2 separate regions of the Zea mays genome follow, and region 2 is linked to region 1. Evidence: chromatin contacts called from public Hi-C data. All regions are on one chromosome and are shown on one strand. The core of a region is the stretch at or near the end of the contact, and the rest is flanking DNA. Distances in the headings are between cores, read along the strand shown.

Evidence for each region. Hi-C and Micro-C count contacts between places; a contact is called where the count stands out from the background.
Region 2: a contact with region 1 is called in a Hi-C map of tassel, with 3 times the contacts expected there. The contact joins the enhancer-like site here to the promoter of LOC100278484 in region 1. A contact is called at or near these places in 13 of 25 Hi-C or Micro-C datasets (bundle sheath, ear, endosperm and 5 more).

What each region holds. Positions count from the first base shown.
Region 1 is chr4:160,340,718-160,343,602 of Zm-B73-REFERENCE-NAM-5.0, reverse strand. It overlaps LOC100278484, which reads left to right and starts at 1,525. Exons shown (of 2, transcript NM_001371980.1): 1 at 1,525-1,899; 2 at 2,876-2,885. The coding sequence starts at 1,876.
Region 2 is chr4:160,379,434-160,382,500 of Zm-B73-REFERENCE-NAM-5.0, reverse strand. No RefSeq gene overlaps it. Among protein-coding and RNA genes, the nearest start is that of LOC100278484, 39 kb to the right of the region's middle. Within about 2 kb of position 1,615, at least 14 of the 20 cell types and tissues checked have an H3K27ac peak or open chromatin away from gene starts, as enhancers often do. A contact at or near this core is called in bundle sheath, endosperm, leaf and 2 more, where this site is marked.

The sequences.
Region 1 (2,885 bases), core at 276-2,775:
CCAGGCCTTAATCGAGGCCAGGCGGGGGTCAGAAGCCGACACGTGTCCGGACCATACCGTGTACGCCTCTGCTCCCCGCTCAGGCGGAGCCCCGATGCTGCCACGTGGCCTACTGCCCGTGACGTAAGCCAGTGGGCGGAGCCTGACGTAAGGCCTCTGGGCCACACGGGCTCTGCATTTATTGCGGATAAGGCGCGTCGCCTGTCCATTCCACTAGCAGGCGATGTGCCGCCTCAGCATTTAATGAGCCCTGTCCACTCCGCTGACGGGCGACGATCAGGCTATCTTGCAGGCGACATGCATGTCCATTCCGTTGGCAGGCAGTACGCCCATGCTGCCGCACTCATCATGACTCGCGCGTTACCGAGGAAGAAACCACGACATATCAATACTATATGCACTACGGACATTATGGCGTTCGGAGATCACCCTGACGCTACACGCGTTACTTCCTTCCTTCCGTTTTGCTCCTAGACCCACATGTCGGGGCTCAGCATCATTGTACGTGCCCCCTTAAACTATAAAAGAGAGGGCACCCAACGTTACAAAGTAAGTTCACTCAGGCTCACTTATACTCTCAAACTCACAAGTTCATACAAGCTCACAAGCTCAATACAACACACAGTGGAGTAGGGTATTACACTCCGGTGGCCTGAACCACTCTAAATACTCGTGTTCACTCGTGTCCATCGTTTATCTAGCAGAGAGACAAAACACTTAGGATTTAGGACGAGTGTGTTCCGTCACCCAGTCGGAGAATTTCCTCTTCGACAGTCATCTATTGTGTCCTCTAAAATTTGGCGGCCTCTTCTCGTTCTTTAAACATAGCGATACTCCTCGAACATGCGCTATACGCTAGACAGGTCTCCTCTCGCATCGATGTTAAAGACTCGATCCCTCTGTTCTCCACATGTTAGGCTCATGGACATTATTTAACGTACGGTTTAAATTAATTGAAGTTGCGAGTAACCCTTATCGGCGAAACGAAGAATATTTTTTAAGGCACGGACGTCAAGGTGCACCGTTCTTCTAAATTGCAAAAAGAAATCGTTTTTCAGCTGGGTGACAATGAGTTAGAAAAATGTTACAGTTTTTTGTTTTGCGTTACATACATAAGTTCAAATTGTATTAATATGATTGTTACCAAAAAAAAAATTCTTCAATTACAATGCCACACGTTGCATACAAGTTGAACGTTAAAATAAAAATGAATAAATAAGGTAGTTGTGTATTGTTTTGACAATGTAGATATTGAGAAAAAAATAGAGTTATCAGACTAAACGAAATTTAGATAATGTCGCTGGACGCTGGAGAGAGTCTCTGAAACCAAAAACACACCGCTTGGTTGCTGGCACGTGGCACGGGTCCCTACGCACGTGCGAGGCCCCACGCGGACCATCATCCTCCATTCCTCCAGGGCTGCTTCGCGGCTAGCTGCCCCTCTCGCAGTCTCGCTGTCCATCGACTGCTGTCGTCACCGACTGTAGCCGAAGCCTACACGGACGAATTTCGACGCATTTCCAAAAAAAAAAAAATTGCCAGGGGGCACCAATTTTCCTTGCTGTTCCTCCAGCTAGCGTGGCAGACGCATAAAAAAATATTTGCGAAAAAGAATCGCACTATCTACATGACATATGAAGGAGAAGAGACTAGCTAGGGAAGGAGCCGGGAGCAATTCCACTACTCAGGCCATCCACGGGACATTCCTCCGCTCCGCCTCCGCCGCCGCCCGTCCCCATCCGGCTCCAGTAGGCTCCTCGTCGTCGTCCTCCCCCCTCGTCGCGCCGTCGTCCCGAGCTCGTCTGGCAAGCGCGCGCGCGCGGCACGGGAGACAGAGTCGCTCTGGCGAGGAGCGGGATTGGGATCCTTGCATGCATGGATGCGGCGCAGTGGCATCAGGTAAGCCGATCTGCACGGCCGTCTCGATCGAACCAAACAAGGCGCGCGCTAGCTGCAGCGTGCATCGGGGCCGGGAGCCATGAGTACGAGCAGATCTCTCGCCTGCCGGCTTGGATCTTGGTGTCTTGTTCTTGGTTACTCTAGCGGTTCTTCGCCTCTCTGGCTGATCTGCCTTGGTCCTGGAGCTTGCTTTCTTATAGTAGTAGATATAGGAGTGAGTGTGTGGGCATGATTTCGTGTTCTTGGGATACCGCCATGCCGAGCCTTTTATATTCTTTGTGTAGATCTACGCGAGCACACCGTCATCTCCTCTCTGTGCATGCGCGCGTGCCGTCAAGCTCTTCTAGCTCCATTGGCTTCGAGCTGGGGGGCCTTTAATCCTCCCTGCTTGTCTCCTCCCTTTTAATCCTTGAAAGGAGCGCACACACACGGCCGGGCCGCCCCCTTTTTTTCCCCCTCCCTTTGTTCCTACCTTTCTTTCTATCTTATCCATCCCCTCCTTTCCGAGCTCTCTCTTCCCTTTTATCCCTCCTTTTTCTCATATGGAGGAGAGTAGTAGCTTTACTCTCTCCACGCCTTGCATCAAAAGAGCGGCCATGTCTTGGGTGATGGAGTGATTAGAGGTGCTACTACGCCACAAGCGCAACCCTACAAGAGCACAAACAAAGTGGAGTTTTACGTACGTGGTGCTGTGTTGTGCTTCTCTCTCATCTTTTGCTTGCCCTTTTTTTCACCTTTTAATTTGCCTTTCAATCTCACTTTGTATCCATTTGTTTGGTTCTTTTGTTGCACTGCGCTGCAGTTGCGCCATAAGAATCCAAAGAGACCTCCACGCTCATAACCCCCCTCTGCTAAGACTGCTATGTGCTATCATTCTCTTCATTCTCCATGTTCTTGCTTCCCCTAGCTAGATAGGATCCATCATTAAGTTCTGCGGTAGTAACATCTAACATGAGCAATATGTGTGCATCACCAGGGGCCGCTAG
Region 2 (3,067 bases), core at 366-2,865, 39 kb before region 1:
GTCAAGACTACAAACGATAATTCTATTGGTCACATAGATGCTATACTTGCAAACTACTTATGATGCTATACTTGCAAACGGCAAGATTTCAGTGCTACATATATATAACTGCTAATATAGTGTTACCGTCACAATGTAATACACTTTCATAGTTCCATATATATTACTTACTATACCTACAATTTGTCCCTGTATATCTACACCATTTTTTCTCATTGTGTACATTGACAAGGTCAGCTCTATGCATCTATCTTTCGGGAAAAAAACCTGCGAAAGGCGCGGGCAATTTACTAGTATAATAAATTCCTCATGTAAAAGAGCACATAGCCTGGTTCGAATAAAATCCTCGTGTGTGAGTGTATGATTGTCATTTTTACCTGTAGTTGGATCCTAGGAGGCCCCAAAACACGAGTCAGTTTAAGGGTCTGTTTGATTGAGCTGTGGCTGTGAGCTATGAAAAAAGTTGTTGTGAGCTATGAGCTATTAAAAAACTAAAAATCGTTTGATCGAAAGCGCTAAAAACCGTTAAAAATCTTTGATATATGTTTTCACAGTTTCATTCAAAAGCCACTAAAAACATGTCCAAGGATGCTTTCATTTTTACACTGCGAGAAAATCGGTTTTTAGAAGAAAAGTTAATTTCTGGATCTAGCTCCTTGGTTTGACTTTTAGCCTTTACAGGACAAAAACTAACCAAACACACCCTATATCTGTTGCTTACTTTATTTACTAGCTGATAGGCACCACGGCCCGAACCAACAAAATAATTAGCAGGCGTACGTTCTGAAAGGTGGTAGCTGTAGGGAGAGGTCTCTCCGTCGTGCATGTCCGAGCATATATATGCCATGCCCGGCGTTCGTACGTCCTTTGACATGCATCAGGGAACTGGTGGGCTCTTCATCTTGACTCCCTGCCGTCTGATGCATGCATGACTTCTTCTCGCTACCCTCAGAGGCTATGGAGTCGTCTTCCTCTGTCTTGTCCACGTCTCAATAATCTGCCCCAAGTCAACCGACCGACACCCAACCAACTCCTAACCTAATCAATAAAGTTACTACAATCTCTTAATGTTCAATTTTAAATAATCGGTTCTTCTTGGATCCAAGTCTCGAGGATGGATTGGATTGGATTGGTTTGCGGGGCCGTGGTCCCGTGGATGGCCTGTGGTTGCAACACATTCATTCAGGGCCTCTTGACTTGGAGACGAGGCTTGTTTTGGACAATGACAAGTGGTGCTGCATGTTTCGAGCTGTGCATGCGAGTCTTTGGGCCTACTGGAAAAAAATGTCAACATCGTTCTTGATCTATTTAGGTCATGCTTCCCTTTTCGCTCTGTGGAAGGAAGACAACCACCCCCGCGTTTTACATGGTCATCGTGTAGTCCGATAGCACTTTCATTTCTTGCTGTACAATATATAGCCTACCTAACTTGCCATACTTTATTTAATTTTTTATTACTAAGTTTAGTTTCACAATTCGAACGATTAATCTTAGATAAAGTGTGTCACAGTTAGCCGCGAACCAAACATATTGACTTGGCGTGGGGTTGGAGTGTCTGCCTAGACTTTTAAACGGAGCTTTTCATTTTGTTTTGTTTCAGCAGTACGATCATTATTCCACGTTGGAGAGCAGCACTGCGCTTCCGCTGCCTAGTGGGTGCATGAGACGACAGAGTGCCCCACCATCCACTCAGATTCGGGTTTGATGTACACAGGCACACAGCCGGCGACAGTGACGGCTCGTTTGTTTATTTTTTCTTCTCATCTGGCCGCGCCTTAATTAGCAAGCACGAGAAGCTGGAAATTACCTTGTCCGTTGTCAACAGCTTTATTAGCCCTTTAGAAGACGAGAAAATGAAACCCTGTTGGACGATAAACTAGCTAGCTGCTAATTCATTCCACATGCATCCTGTCTTTTAGACAACGGAAACTTTTCCAGTAGCCTGACGACAGGCTTTGGTTCATTCCACAAGGCGTTCATATGCATGCTTGCTATGAGAATGAGGGCTGAGGCCACGAGATCTTGTAATGATGGGTTACGCCACTGGGTGTGCGTGTTAGGTGGGCCAGATAGTCAGATAAGCGAGGGCGATTTGATTTGTCCTGCCTTAATTGTTGCAACGCCGGGGCTGTGTGTCGTTCTTTCTCCGGATGCTACTCACGACCAAGCCTACCTATAAAAATATACTAGTATATGCATTATCAAACATATATACGGAACGACAAACATCATTATTATATGTAAAATCTATATGACAAATATTATCAATATCGTAAAATAACTTCACGTACTATATTATTGGCATCGGTCGAGTCGTGACTGCGTCTCCCGCCTAGGGTTAGCCTCGGGCGAGTCGTGACTGCATCTGCCGCCTCGGGTTAGCCTCGGACCTCGCACTAGTAGAAAAAGGCTCAAAGCCTGCGGTACGGTATATTTTTATAGGCGGATTCGGTTATCAACCGCCTGTGCTATTTTTAGTGGCGGTTTATTAAGAAAACCGCCACTAGAAATCGTATTTCTAGAGGCGGTTTCTTATGAAAACCGTCTGTAGAAATCCATGATTTCTAGTGGCAGTTTTCTTAAGAAACCGCCTGTAGAAATTGATTTTTAGTGGCGGTTTTCTTAAAGAACCGCCACTACAAATCATTTTTATCCTTAATTTTTCGAGTTTTTCAAACGAACTCGTATGATAAAACCATCAAAATAAAAGTTATAAATCTCTAAAAGTTATAAAATTTTGTAGTTGACAACTTTTTATTTGAAATCATTTCGGCTCTCAAAAATTGTATCTAAATTTGTCAAATTTAAAATTCAAATTTTGCAAACGACCTCGGATGAAAAAAGTGTCAAAATGAAAGTTTTAGAACATCAAAAATTATTCAACTTTGTAGTTGAGAACTGTTTTATTTGAATTCGTTTAAGGTCTCAAACAAGCAATTTACATTCAGTTGGTTGTAATATGTGGGCAACAAAACTACAAACTAGACACAAAGCATGTCATAGCCGGAGTGATAGAGGAGGGTACGCGTGAGGGTGAGGTCAGGGGTTCGATTTCTAGCAACCGCGT